3 separate regions of the Mus musculus genome follow, and regions 1 and 3 are each linked to region 2. A link is a contact called in public HiChIP or PLAC-seq data. All regions are on one chromosome and are shown on one strand. Each heading gives the region's core, a stretch centred on a gene start, on an enhancer-like site or on the middle of the called end of the contact. The rest is flanking DNA. Distances are from core to core; before and after follow the strand shown. Region 1 overlaps Cwf19l2 (CWF19-like 2, cell cycle control (S. pombe)). Region 2 holds the start of Msantd4 (Myb/SANT-like DNA-binding domain containing 4 with coiled-coils). Region 3 holds the start of Casp4 (caspase 4, apoptosis-related cysteine peptidase).

Region 1 (4,697 bases), core at 31-2,530, 940 kb before region 2:
GTGCTGCATTTTCTCCCCATTGTTTATTGATATGAATCATGGTATGAATTGATCAGTTTCATAAGAACATTTTGAGTCAAATGTGTCATGTATTTATTTTTGTTTTTTGTTCTGAAATGTTGAAAGTCATTTATTACTTAATTTTAACATTTCTGATTTGGGTTCTGAGCAGTATTTTACTGTATGGGGTATTATTTCCTAAGCATTTTACCCAATATTTTCTTACTTATGCAATTATGATTTATGGCTAATGGGACAATTTTTTTGTTTGTTTGTTTTGCGGGGGGGGGATTGTTTGTTTGTTTTTCGAGACAGGGTTTCTCTTTATAGCCCTGGCTGTCCTGGAACTCACTTTGTAGACCAGGCTGGCCTCGAACTCAGAAATCTGCCTGCCTCTGCCTCCCGAGTGCTGGGATTAAAGGCGTGCGCCACCACGCCCGGCTCGGGACAAATTATTGTGTAGACAATATTACCAGAATACCTCAGAACATTTCTTTAATTAACTGTAAATTTGTTTTTCTTTTTATAAGTATTGCCTTGACGAATATTCCAGGGCAGCCCTGAGGGACTCTCTCATCATATGCGTTCTTTTCTTTAGCACTCTGTACCAAGATCTTTGGATTTGTAGGACTGTTACTATTCTTTGCTTTAGACTCCTTCTGGCTCTTGCAAGGTCCCCCCCTCCCCTTGTGTTTTGTAGCTTTGACTCTTAAGTAGGTTATCTGTTGTTGGCTGAAATTTTTTCTTACATGAGGCTTTTTCTGAGATTTGCACATGATCTCAATTTTAAATTATGCCATAGACCAGCCCCAGTCGGCCTCTCTCAATCTGTGGAAAATTAGGGTTCCGGACAGGTGGGCATGGAGTTGGCGATGAAAAGAGTGACAAACAGACATGGACACAGAGAGAGTGTGTATCTGAATGTATTTTCTCAAAGCCAGCACCAGTCTTATAATACAGAAGACAAACAAGAAAGCTAGGCGAATACATTCATCAAGGTACACTGATTCTTAACACAAAACAAAGAAAATGCATACATAAAAAGATAGTGGGAGCCAGGCCTTGTTTACAACTGAGAATAGGAACAACCCTTAATTAAGATCAGCTAAACACAGGAGCCAGGTGAATGCTCTGATACAATGCTAGTCTATTGTTAAACCCACCACCAGAGGTCCTTTAGTAAATACCTGATTATGCTATTCCTCTGGGCCTAGTGAAAAACCTGATCCAGGGGAATTCAGTTCTACTAACCCTTTCATGGGTAATACTACAACCCACCTATTTCCTAGGCCATTGTGTTTTCTTGTGTATGGGAGTGACTCGCCTATTGTCCTAAGTAATTACTATGCAGACTAGCCCTGAGCTTTTCTAGCTCTGTTCTTTGTAATGCCTAATTAGTTTCACTGTCTCTACTAGAAGTAAATTTGAGTGTTACTGAGTAGATAACATTTTTCCTGAATTCCAAGCTCATGGCCGGCTTCAAGGACTTCCTAGGACATTGGAACACTGGCAAAGGCTTAGCTATATATCAAAATCAATCCCTAAAGGCACTTATAATAAAACAATACTGAAAGAGAGCACACGGATCTATACACCAGACTAACATGGGGACAGGTTTTGGGTGTACGTGCTATGGGAATGCCAGGGTTCAAGGAGGCTAAGTTTCCATGAAACACTGCCTCTGGACTGCTTCCAGGTTTCTAAACCTGTCACGCAGACTTCACTGGAGTGGATGTAGCAAAATTACTTTGGTTTTTAATTAATCGTGGGCCAGTTTTATAAGAGAATGCACAATTGTTGCTTTTACTTTTGGACTGCAACTAAATATTCTCAAGATTATAGCTCTAAGATGATCAATAACTTGTCATATGGAATACAGAATTTCTCAAGTTTAGAAAATTGTAGTGTGGTATTAGTGCTTTTGTTTCCTTTTTTTTTTTTTTTTTGTTTTTTTTGAGACAGAGTTTCTCTGTGTAGCCCTGGCTGTCCTGGAACTCAAACTCAGAAATCCACCTGCCTCTGCCTCCCAAATGCTAAGTTTAAAGGTGTGCACCACCACTGCCTGGCTGTTTTATTTCTTTCTTATAGTGTGTATAGATTCCGTTTGTTTATTTCTGCAACAGGGTCTCTAAATATGGCCCAGATTGGCCTCTTCACCATGTAGTTCAAACAGGCTTCTATCTCATGACAGCTGCTAAATTTGGTCTCCTGAGGTGTGTACTACTACACTGGTTGAATATTCAAAAATGCCATTTTTAAATACTAGTATATAATAATATTATTAATATAATATAAAACATTAACATATAATAGCAATATATATAATTTATATATTTATTTTAAAATTATCGGGACTCTTTTCAGTTATTATTGTAACAGTATTATATTGACCATTTTTTGAGTTCTTTTTTTTTTTTTTCATTTTTTGAGTTCTTAACAGAATGTTGAAGTGTAGTTCACCCTAGAATGCTGATTTTAAATTTTTTGTGTTAGAACTGTGACCTACTATTAGTGCTGAATGTTTTGCTGAAGTGAGTTAAGCTAATGCATGAGGTTGCTTTATGACTTATGCTTGTCCCCTGTCCTGTTTCTCCTTCAGTCCAGAGGCAGAGTCCACCTATATCTTAAATGTTGATGAAAAGAACAAGTTGGGGGCCAAGATTATCAAGGCAGAAATGATGGGGAATATGGTAAGACCCCATGTGTTTTCACTTGGAGAAGAGTGTAATGTTTAATTATCACAGATTATTTAGAACAATCAGTCATTTAGTCTGTGGCATGCTTTGAAGATAATTACTGTTTCTTAATTTCTTAAAGAAATTCTTGAGAATTTCTAGAAATACTACTCTTACAGTTCCTCTTACAGAGAAATATATGTGCTGTCTCCCCTTTATTAGATTTCTGAAATCTATGAAAAAAAATGGTATTTTAAAGCACTTTTCTATTTTGGGACATAGTTGTAGGAATTAAAGGTGTCTTTGTTTTATTTCCATTTTAACTTATTAGGAATGCTTATTTTCTTTTTGTAAAAATTTAATATTCTTTAAAAATTTTTATTAATGTCTGTATATGGGTCTGTGTATATTCATTTACATTGGGATGCCCATGGAGGCCAGAAAAATGTATTGGATCCCTAAGATATGTGGGGGTATAGGTAGTTGTGAGCCACCCGAAGTATGTGCTGGGAATTGAACTCTTGTCGTCTGTAAGAGCAGCAAATGCTTTTAATCACTGAGCTTTGTGCAGTCCAACAGTGCTTATTACTTTCTTAAAATGAAAACCTAAAATCCTGTCACCAAAGCTGATGACCTGAGGTTTATGTGACCCACATACTGAAAGGAAGAGAACTTATTACTGCAAGTTGTCCTCTCATCTCTATACACATGCTCTGATGCATCACACCAATAAATTACAAATGTTTTAAAAAGAGCCTAAATAATGATTATGAGTGGAAGACCAATTTGTCTCAAGTTAAAGAGAAACAGGAGTGATTTGTTAGGAACTACTCACTCAACCATGTATTTATGGTGATATGCCCATTATACTAATTTGTGTTAACTTAGATATGGCAGAGTAGCAAAGCTAGGAATCTTTCTATGTTCTAGTATAGTAAGCCCACTTCTAAGCATGGGTTTATTTTAAATTTAAATGTAAATGCTCTGTACATTTTTTATTCTTTTATACTATCAGAACAGTTTTCCTTAATAATTCAAGAGGCAGCTAAAGAAGATCAGGTTTTTATCTCAGTTTTTTTATAGACTGTGTCTATTCCCTGTCTTTCTTTGAATCAGTGAAATTTAGCTCAGCCTAAAAATTAGTAAGAGAGATGAGTTAACTATCAAATAATTATAGTAGGAAAAACCTGAAGTTTAATGTTTGAAAGCACAGAGGAATCAATGAAAACAGTGGAGTGGTCACATAGTAGTAGGTTAACTTATATTTAAAAAAGCAGTGTTCTATTTTTCATGGAAGCATTGCAGATTAGCATGTTCTTTTTTGTCACATAAATCTATTTAGTTTATCATTTCTTGTGTGTTTTACATAAATTTACAAAGTTCTTAGGATAGTGAAATATATTAAAATTTTTTATGTAAATTTCTTTTTTTTTTTTTTTTTGGTAGGGTAAATTTCTTATCAGAAATGAAGAAAATAAAAATTTTTTGTGATCTCTTCCTATGTCAAATAACTGAAGTTTTCCATATTAGAAATTTGTAATACCTAAGAAATTGCAAAAGTGTGATTCTTAATATATTTCTAGTGTATTTCTTCTATTTTTATGCCTCTCAAAATACAATTTCTTAAAACTATTCACCTCAAAACCATAAACAAATGATCTCATCTAGCAATTTGTATCTGAGGTATACACATTAAAATTTAGTGTGAATTGATAATTGAAGATAGCTGTTGACTATAGGGCTTTTTTGCTAAGCTGTTTTCTGTCTTATATCTTTGAAATAGTCTGTAATGAAAAATTTAACACCACAGCTTACGATCTTATTTTCAAGGAATTAGCTGAACAACTTAAAGCCCAACTTAAAGAGGCAAATAAATTTAAAGAAACACAGATGCCGGCAAAAAGATTGGGCGTAGAGGTAAGTAATAAAAGTTTATTTGATTATGTATATTATTACTTTGTTTAGTATTATTGCTATTGTAACACTAGATGTCTGTGTGTAAATTTCATGAGGATTCCTTCA
Region 2 (4,796 bases), core at 371-2,870:
GAGTGGGTGGGTTGGTGAGCAGGGGCAGGGGGGAAGGGATAGGAAGTTTTCAGAGGGGAAACCAGGAAAGGGGATAACATTTGAAATTCAAATAAAGAAGATACCTAATTTTAAAAAAGACTATTATATGAAAAAATAAAGACTTGTTATATACACACAACATTTTGTCATGCTTTTACATCTTTTTATAAAATGTCTATTACATGCTAGAAGCTTTGCTACGCAAAAAAAAAAAAAAAAAAAAAGAGCTATAATGGGGAAAATATAGGTTGTGGTTGATCTCACTTGAGCATGATTGTCAGAGTCAACAAATAAAAAATGTGGAATGTCACCCTGAAATTGTTATTCAAATTTAGCTTGCCATCCTTCCCATCTGGCAAACTTATATTGGAGAGATAAATTGAAGTAGCTGCGAAGTAACTGCATAGGAAAGGTTACTTTAGAAAATAATTTCTCGGGCAGTGGTGGCACACGCCTTTAATCCCAGCACTTGGGAAGCAGAGGCAGGCAGATTTCTGAGTTCGAGGCCAGCCTGGTCTGCAGAGCGAGTTCCAGGACAGCCGGAGCTACCTGTCTCAAAAAAACAAAACAAAACAAAACAAAAAGACAAAAACAACAACAACAACAACAAAAAACAAAAACCAAACAAACAAGAAAGAAAGAGAGAAGAGAAGAGAGAAGAGAGAAAAGAAAAGAAAAAAGAATTTCCAAAATGAATTCTGATCCTGGGAAAGCCTTACAGGGTGGAAACACAGCAAGGCAAAGGCAGTCCCTAAGACACTAAAGAGTTCAAAAGAACAGTGGAGAGCTGGGGGAAGCAAAAAGGGAGACCATGTTAAAAAAAGCCTGAGAGAAAAGCAGGATTAGGATTTTAAAAGCCTAAAGAGAATTTCCTAATTTGCATATTAGGAATAATTTCCCCCGAGAAACTGTAGGCGTCTCAATTTGACTCTAATTTGAAGAGTGGGCTGTGAGAGGATGGGTATTAGTAATTTTCAGGGAGAACTGGACATTCCTGAAACGGAGGAAGTGGGAAACCAGGTTCACTGACAATGCCAAAGGAGACATCAGCCCGTAGGGCTCTGAAGGATCAGAGGGAGGAGATGGAGAACACTGGAGAAACCGTCCACAAGCCAAATGTTCCATTTTAGGTTAAGAGTACAAAACGAGTCTTTGATTTGAAAACTGCAAAGGCAACGTCAGAGGTTGAGGTCCACGGAGACCGCAGCTAGGTGAATAGGAGAGGAGGACCCAAGGGTTTCCATTTTTCCTTGGCCTTATCGAAGATCAAGGACAGGAGCGGAGTTTGGAGATTGAAAGGCCAGTCTCCATCGGGCGGAGCAGCGAGGCAAGACTGTCTCTAGGGACCAATCCTTTGCTAGAGGACGCTTGATTGACAGGGTCACGTGGCAAAAAGTGAGCGCTGAACGGGAGGCGAATCACTTCGGGGCGTTGTCCAGGGCACTAACCCGGAACCGGTTTGGGACTCGATTCCCATTGTGAGGCCTGGCCTGAGGCGGGCTCTAAGGCAGAGTGGCAATTCCCCCTGGACAAATGGATTAGCTGCAACCCATGAGCAACAGCCATCTCAGCCAATCGGAGCAGGCAGAAGTTGGTGGGCGGGGACTCCATGAAGCATCTCTTTTCCAGCACCCTCAGGGGCGATCCGACAGAGGTGCCCCGGGGTCGCAGGTGAGTGTTGGGTTGCAGCGGAGCAACGGGGACTGGGGAGCTCGAGGGAGCAGAGGAGACTTGGCAGGGTGGGTCTCTGTGGGGTGTCGCCTCGGTGAGCTTTGGTTTTGACATTGAAGAGCGCAGGATCCCGAGGCTGTGGAGTAAAGTCCCACTCATAATTGTCACCTGACTCGGGAGAAGCTCTGGGCCTCTGCAGAAGTGAGGGAAACCTAGGTAGGGCTATTGCTGACCATTCGGAAAGCAATAATAACCCTCCAAGTTGCCTGGACTCTAGTTGGGCGCTGCACCACCTTGACCCCTCCCCCACCGAAAACTCCAGGCTGTGGGATCCATCGTCCCAGAGGCCTCAACTGCACCTTCCCAACGTTACTTCGTAGCGGGAGACCCTTAAGCAAACTTCAGTTGTGTTTATCACCTCAAGTTTTAAAGGAAGGAAAATAATTACCCTGTAATAATATTGAGGAAAGGGAAGTCACTCTTGAAATAAGATTGGAGTGAGACAGGGGTGGAGGGAAGTTTGTAGATTTGGAATGCTTTTCTTCTTAACTACTTAGTGACTCCCTCTCTCCCCCGCCCCCCCCCAAACCTACCCTCTTTCCCTCCCTTCTTTCTTCCTTCCTTCCTTCCTTTCTTTTTTCCTTTCTTTCTTTCTCTCTCTCTCTCTTTCTTTCTTTCTTTCTTTCTTTCTTTCTTTCTTTCTTTCTTTAATTTAGATGTTATTGCCAGTTTTTTTTTTCCAGATCTTTTAGTTCTATGTTAGACAAAAACCTAGAAAGTCCATTCAGTCGTTACAGAGGAAATACCTAGTTTTATCTTACAGTACATCATTGGTAGTTATGTGAGTGCACTGCACAACATTTCTGTTTCTGAACAGTAAAGAATAATTGTGGAAGCCCTCCACAAGTTGGAGGGTTATTTATTCTTCCTTTCCCAATGGTCAGGAAGTTCAGGAAAACAGCTGCTGTCTGTGGTTCGAACACTGGGACCTGAGATTTAGTGACTGACTGTCAAGTTCCTTACTGTAAGAACAGGATGAAAACAATAAAGAGGGGGACGTGTTGGGCATCAAAAATAGTGTAATTGTACATTTTATGACCGGTTCTATCCCTAGCACCAGGAATGGTGCCCCAAATGTAGGAGCTGAGTAAATACCTTTGATGAACTTATTTGGGAGTCTGTTAGAGAAAATCCAAACCTCTCATACACAGCATCAAGGTACTAGGAATGGTACAAAAAGACAGACATATTCATAATCTGCTAGTTTTTGCTTTTGTAAACGCAGCTAACAGATTTTATCTCTGACTGCACTGATGCTCAAATGTTCTTTAACTCAATACTGTCAAGGCTTCAGGTAAAGTCTTTCTCTGGATTAAGTGAAGACTGACCAGAATAAGGGTCCTCTAGAGTAACAGAACTTTTAGAAAGTATGTATGTATGTGTGTATGTATATATATGTATATATATATACATACATATATATGAATGACTTACCAGCTGCAGTCTAATCCAACAGTGGCTGCTAATCCAACAGTGGCTGGCTATAAATGGAGAGTCCAAGAGTCTAGTTCAATTTATGAGGCTGGATGTCTCAGCTGGTCATTAGCATAATCTGGAATCCCAGAGAATTAGGCTCTAATGATAATGAAGGAATGGACTAGTGAGGTGAGAACAAGCAGGCCAAGAGCATAAGTGTCCTTCTTCTGTGTCTCTACATGGGGTTCACCAGAAGATGCGGCCCAGGTTAGAGGTGGATTTTTCCAGCTCAAATGACCTGGATCAAAGGTGTATCTTTCTACCTTAAAGATCTGGATTAGAAATAGATTTTCCTACATGAAATTAAGCAAAAATCACTCAGAGATGAACCCTCCATTTTTTGTGTAATTCCAAGTTGACAAACAAGGATAGCCATCATCATAGGGTTCTAATATCAAGTCCATTGAGGTTAAAAATGCAGTGAAGTGTATTTTATAAATGATAGTTCATTAGTTCAGCATAGTTCAGTTGAAGACAAAGGGATGCCACTTTGTAAACTCCAAGTATAGACAAAAGAACTGTGGGGATGGGCAGGGAAGGCTATGCAGTTGGTAAGAACTACTGAGGAGTTAAAGACACAAAGATCCTGGTTGGTTAAAACACCTCCTATTTTTTGCCATATAGTGGTGCTGTTAGACCAGTCCAGTGAGTTAACTGATCTTGAATTTTGAGAGCAGCAAAATCTGATGGTGTATGCTGTACAAGATTCTATTGTTAACAGCAGTCATTATTTTATTGAAGACTTTTATCCTTATATATTTCAGTAATATATTTCTCCATGTAGGAGGAAAGTTCCTTGACTTGAAAAAACAAATGATCTCTTACTGTTATAATTTTCTCTTTCGGTACAATTTTTCAGTAAACTATTGGGTTTTACTAATCCAGCATTAAAGAGTGGCTGGTATTAGGCCTTAATCCAGTTTTCTTACTTTAATTCCTGGCATGTTTATCTTTTATTTCTGTCCCTCATCAGTCTATTGTGTATGATCCAAATTGTTATTTCCTTCTCAAAATCTTTTTGGATGCTATTAAAGATTTCTGAGTCTGGAAACACAATATAGTTTGTTTCTATTCTAATAATCTTCATGTATTAGGGTTAATCATCCAGTAAAGAAATAGTTATGTGCAGGTCTATACTAAGACATACAATGGTAGCTGATGCTTGTGAGCTTATTGTATCTTAGTCATCATAGGTTCATTGGATTATCACTTTTAATCCTTAATGCCATAACTGGTATCGTGGTCTCATTTATCATCAGCTAGTAGACATGTATGTGAAGCTCACCTGCTTGAGACCAAAGGGACTTTAAGTGACAGAACTGGCACACAAGCCTGCATAGTAAAAACTGTTCACAGCTTTCAGCTTCTAGACTCTATTCTGATTCTTCTGTGTATTTTTTTATGCCTCTGGTTGACTAGTTATAAGCCACTTGATAGAAGGAATAATATATTCATGTTTATTTTTCATGTTTCTAACAAAATAATTGATTATAATACAGATATTTAGTGTAAAGAGCATATCCAGGACACCAGGGCCTAGAGACTTGGCTCATTCAATGAAGTGCCCG
Region 3 (4,898 bases), core at 1,005-3,504, 930 kb after region 2:
TGCAGTCTTTGTCCATCTTGATTCGAGATCCTACTCTCTGAAAATTATGGCTATAAACCTTCCTTTTACTTCTAGGTTCGATTTTCATTTGAACAACCAGAATTTAGGCTACAGATGCCCACTGCTGATAGGGTGACCCTGACAAAACGTTTCTACCTCTTCCCGGGACATTAAACGAAGTATGTCATACCAATGCCTTTGTACACTTGTGTGTGTATACGTGTGTGTGTGTGTGTGTGTGTGTGTGTGCAGTAGGGGGAGGTTGGATGAAGACCACTGAAGTATAGTAAACAACTGATCCTGATCCAAGTTTCTACATTTGGTATATTATATAGAGAAATCAGGAACAGACTGAAGGGACTGCTTGTTTTCTTAATATTCTCAGATTTTGTGGTTGGTCCTATCTCAGGTTGGCTGCTATGAGACAAAATTTTAAGAGGCTCTATATGTCTATATTTTATCTTAGTAAGATAAACACTTACACATGCCTTGGGCTCTTCTCTGTTGTGAGTGTATATACCAGCATTACAGTGTTGTGCACTGATCTCAGAAGAATGCTTATGTTTTTGTAATTTCTCTTTCTCATAGGAATCCAGTTCATTCTTATGTACCTATGCTGAGAATCGTGCCAATAAGAAGCCAATACTTCCTTAGATGATGCAATAAATATTAAAATAAAACAAAACAGAAAGGCTATCCTGTTTGTTGTTTCTGTTGCGACCTTATTTTCCTTTATTTGACTTGACTTTCAGACAGAACACAAGAAGAGTAACTCATGTCTTTATTATTGTATTTATTTGTAAAAATTTTACACATGTGTAAAATGCATTCTGATTACTATAACCTCACACACTCTGTAGTACTCTTCTATTCCTACAATTATTCTCCTCTGTACAATTCCTATTCAAACACCTATATCTTTTTTTGTTTGTTTGTTTTTGAGACCCACTGAGTTTAACCAGAATTCACAGTGTAACCATGGAGTGTCCACTGGAGCCTGGTATACACCAAAGACTGTCTCTCTCCCAGAATCCCTCAGTAGCCAGAGCATCAGCAGAGTTCTTAGACTTGGTTCTTAAATGCAGAACTGGCTGAGTGCCATTATTTCTTTTATAATATCATTTGCTTGTCTTTTCCTACAGTCATATAGACACCACAGGTTTCTGAATTCCAAGAATTTAGTGCTCAGAAGAAGAAACATATAAAATATAACTGGGACCATTATAGCCAAAATAATAAATGGAATCTCAAAATGGAGTGTTTACTTATTACTCTGGAAGCCTGGACCAGAACAAAGCAATTTTTATGTGCTATTATCCTTCATGGATTAAAAAATTCATGGATCAAAGAATATTGACTTAGCCCATGAACCTTAAAATTTCACATTCTGATTGAGACTATAAAACAGTCAGTGCCACCAACAACCAGGGAACAATTACCAGATAAGTATGACACTGAGGAGATGGGCGATAGTGGCATTACTTTATCCATTCTCTCAGCAGTATTTGTTAACTGTAGGAGGAGCTGAAGAAGGACACTTTCACAAGAGCCTTTCTAATCCTTCCTATTTAATCCAACGTTCCCCAAAGACTCAAAGTTGAACACACCACAGCATTTGTCTTTTCCCCTTTCTCTAACCATTCCCCTGACATACCTCTCTCCTCAGATCATGTGATCATGCATTCATTATATTGCACCGTGCAAGTGCCCCTATTTGTTCAAGAGGCTACGAACAGGTAGTAGTAATCATCACTCTCAGTAAAAATTTGTCTTGCACAATTAATGAAATGCACCCAGGGTGGACAAAAGGATTGCTCTGAACTATGTCTAATAAAAACGAAGTCTGTAGAAATATGTATAGAAAGGCTGTAGTACCTTGAATTAGGAAACAATTGCTTAATTTTCCAGTAGAAATGAATATGTTAAATTTCATTGACTTAGAACTGATGTTTTAGAAAGCAGAGGTTGAGTTACTGAGAAGCCAGACTAGAATATAAGCAGCACTGTGTCTTACTGGAGCCCTGAAGAATAGAGAAAATGCAAAGGTAAACAACTTCAATTTTTTTTTTTTCTATTTTTGCAGCCGCTTTAGTTGTGTTTGTTTGTTCCCATGACGAAGTGATAAAATTCAGGAAAAGGGAGGCCAGTTTTATGAGTTACAGGGGATTTCCCCACAGCAGTTGATACTTTCTGAGCAGCTCTTTCAACATCTCCTGGAAGTCCCCGCCTCCCTATGCTAAGGAAATGCCCAGTAACTTTCATTTTACTCTGTCAAGCTGTCTTCACGGTGCGAAAGAACTGAGGCTTTTTCTCATGGCTGGTGAGTCTGGGGGCTCTTCCTGAATAGGGGCTTTGACTTGAGTCCTAGAATTTAGACTTTGCGAAAGCAGAGAATTAAAAAAAAAAAATAGTGGTGACAGAGCAGAGCAGTGGCATAAAAGCCTGATTACTGTACTGCCGGAAAGGACTGTTTATTGGGAGTGTGGACATGCTGAGATATATGTAGCTTTGAGCCACAAAGAACTTCATCTCTCAGTTTCCTTTTTGGAAATCAAAGAGGAGGGTAAAGCCAGAATAACACATTAAAACAACTCTAGAAGTCTGTATGAGCTCTAGGACTCTAGAAGTCTGTAATGAGCTCTAGAACTCTAGAAGTCTGTATGAGCTCTAGGACTCTAGAAGTCTGTAATGAGCTCTAGGACTCTAGAAGTCTGTAATGAGCTCTAGGACTCTAGAAGTCTGTAATGAGCTCTAGAACTCTAGAAGTCTGTAATGAGCTCTAGGACTCTAGAAGTCTGTAATGAGCTCTAGGACTCTAGAAGTCTGTAATGAGCTCTAGGACTGTTACATTTTTCTGAGATGCTGATTGGCACATATTTGAAGTCACCACCTATTTCCCAAGCATAGAGTTACTCTCTTCTTCCATTTTAAATGATTCCATTTTTCTTGCTAGATCTCTGCGTCTGCTAAAATCACCACTGTTGTAACTCATTCATGGACTCCTGTCACAATGTTTTGACTCATGTCTTCCTTTCCAGGTCTTAGCCTTCTGTTCTATCCTTAACATTCCTTTCAAATCATATACCCTTCTTACACTCAGAAGCTGAAAAGGCACAGGACTGAGAAATCACTTGGTATTTTGGTAGCAAGTGTTCAAATGCATCTTATAATATTTTTAGCTTTATTCTTAAAATGTGTACGTGAGGATGAACAAAAAAGTTGTATTTGTCAGCTTAGGTCCAATGTCCTTTGGGCAGAGTAAACTTGTTCTCACATGCAAGACACCGACTTTACCTTATCTCTCTGCAAAAGTCTTTTAAAAACGACAAGCGTCTGATCATTGCCTTTTCTGCTGCTGTTGCCCACATTTGACCAAAGTAACCTGTTTCTAACACCCAGCCCCTCCACCTTGCTGTCTATACCAGATACTTTCAAGAAACTTTCAACCTTGCCAGAACAGATACTAGCTCTACACACTATCTTCTCTGGGACACTGTCTTTTAATGGATGAAAGTTTTAAAACATGATGTTTTCTTGAACATACATCAGTCATTTAAATGATTATAGTGTCTTGTACTTTGTTTGTTTGAATAACTATTTTTACCTCTGCCCTATATACTTTAGTGTACAGAGATTGATGTTCAAAATGATATTCCCAAAACTAAAAAATTAGAATTTAAAATGAGATGTTTAATAAAAATTGCTGACTCAGGGGAAAGATAATCACACCTCAATTTGATATCTTCAATGTGCAATATTTCTTGTTTAGTATGCCAAACCTACCTTGTTTATGTTCTATATACTTCATCACTAGGAGTCCTCACTAGGGTAGTCTTAACTCATAGATTCCAGGAAATTTCCACTACACTAGATTTCCACATCACCCCTGCCTAAATACCCTTTAAATCCAATAATTTCTTCCTGTACCCCCACCCTCCGTTATTCTAGCCCTATACCTAATCCCATTGCCCATTGCCATATACCCATTGCCACCCTCCCCTAGTCCACTTGCAAAATCTATATCCCCTTCCCAAGGAGATCAATGCATCCTCTCTAGGGTCCTCCTTGTTACTTATTCTCTCTGGGTTTGTGGGTTGTAGCTTAATTATCTTTTACTAGACATGCAATATCCACTTATAAGTGAATACATACCATGTTTGTCTTTCTGGGTCTGAGTAGCCTCATTCAGGATGATAATTTCCAGTTCCATCCATTTTTATGCAAATTTCATGATGTTACCATTTTTTAACTGCTGAGAAATGCTTCATTGTGTATATACACAATATTTTCTGTATCCATTCTTTAGTTCAGGGACATCAAGGTTGTTTCCAGTTTCTGACTGTTATGTATAAAGCTGCTATGAGCATAGTTGAGCAAGTGTCCCTATGATAAGATGGAAAGTTCTATAGGTTTATCCTCAAGAGTCATACAGCTAGATATTAGGTAGATCAATTCCCAATTTTCTGAGAAACCACCATATTGATTTTCATATTGACTATATAAACTTATGGCATTATAATTATGCTCATTCTCTTAGACATCAGATGATATCTTACTGTGGCTTTAATATTCATTTCCTGATTATTCAAATTACTGTTTTTGTGTTTCTTTGTACATATATATTGGCTACCTGTGTTTTTCTGTGAATTTGTCTGTTCAGTTCCTGTCTCTATGTTCTTACTCGGTTTTCTTGCTATTAAGGCTATTAATAGGTTGCCTCTCTTACATAATCAAGGTATTAGCTTCTCAGATTGCAAATCTGTTCTTCAATTCTACAAGCTGTGTGTTCTTTCATTGTTTCCTTTGGTTCCAGCTGGGTTGCTTGTTGTGAGGAATATTCAAAAAGAATGGCATCCTCCCATACTATACCCAGCTACTCTCTGCCCAGGTGGGCTGGC

The links. HiChIP or PLAC-seq counts read pairs in DNA pulled down with a chosen protein or histone mark.
Region 1: an H3K4me3 HiChIP or PLAC-seq map of embryonic stem cells shows a contact between it and region 2, with 7 times the contacts expected there. The contact joins the enhancer-like site here to the promoter of Msantd4 in region 2. A contact is called at or near these places in 10 of 39 promoter capture datasets (the C10 cell line, the HPC-7 cell line, cranial neural crest and 7 more), 12 of 115 datasets of contacts at active chromatin or transcription factors (the 230-238 cell line, astrocytes, embryonic stem cells and 3 more) and 2 of 9 other capture datasets (adipose tissue and embryonic stem cells).
Region 3: an H3K27ac HiChIP or PLAC-seq map of the NIH/3T3 cell line shows a contact between it and region 2, with 8 times the contacts expected there. The contact joins the promoter of Casp4 here to the promoter of Msantd4 in region 2. A contact is called at or near these places in 2 of 39 promoter capture datasets (the 3T3-L1 cell line and pre-B cells), 1 of 484 Hi-C or Micro-C datasets (B cells), 3 of 115 datasets of contacts at active chromatin or transcription factors (the NIH/3T3 cell line, fibro-adipogenic progenitors and microglia) and 3 of 9 other capture datasets (adipose tissue, liver and macrophages).

The regions. Positions count from the first base shown.
Region 1 is chr9:3,438,456-3,443,152 of GRCm38.p6, forward strand. It overlaps Cwf19l2 (CWF19-like 2, cell cycle control (S. pombe)), which reads left to right. Exons shown (of 18, transcript NM_027545.2): 9 at 2,600-2,690; 10 at 4,506-4,592. Among named protein-coding and RNA genes, the nearest start is that of Cwf19l2, 37 kb to the left of the region's middle. Within about 2 kb of position 1,281, at least 12 of the 459 cell types and tissues checked have an H3K27ac peak or open chromatin away from gene starts, as enhancers often do. A contact at or near this core is called in embryonic stem cells and stem cell-derived epiblast-like cells, where this site is marked.
Region 2 is chr9:4,374,932-4,379,727 of GRCm38.p6, forward strand. Msantd4 (Myb/SANT-like DNA-binding domain containing 4 with coiled-coils) reads left to right here and starts at 1,621. Exons shown (of 3, transcript NM_145609.2): 1 at 1,621-1,692.
Region 3 is chr9:5,306,595-5,311,492 of GRCm38.p6, forward strand. It overlaps Casp4 (caspase 4, apoptosis-related cysteine peptidase), which reads left to right and starts at 2,255. Exons shown (of 9, transcript NM_007609.3): 1 at 2,255-2,320. The coding sequence starts at 2,314. It overlaps Casp1 (caspase 1), which reads left to right. Exons shown (of 10, transcript NM_009807.2): 9 at 76-179; 10 at 589-687. The coding sequence ends at 174.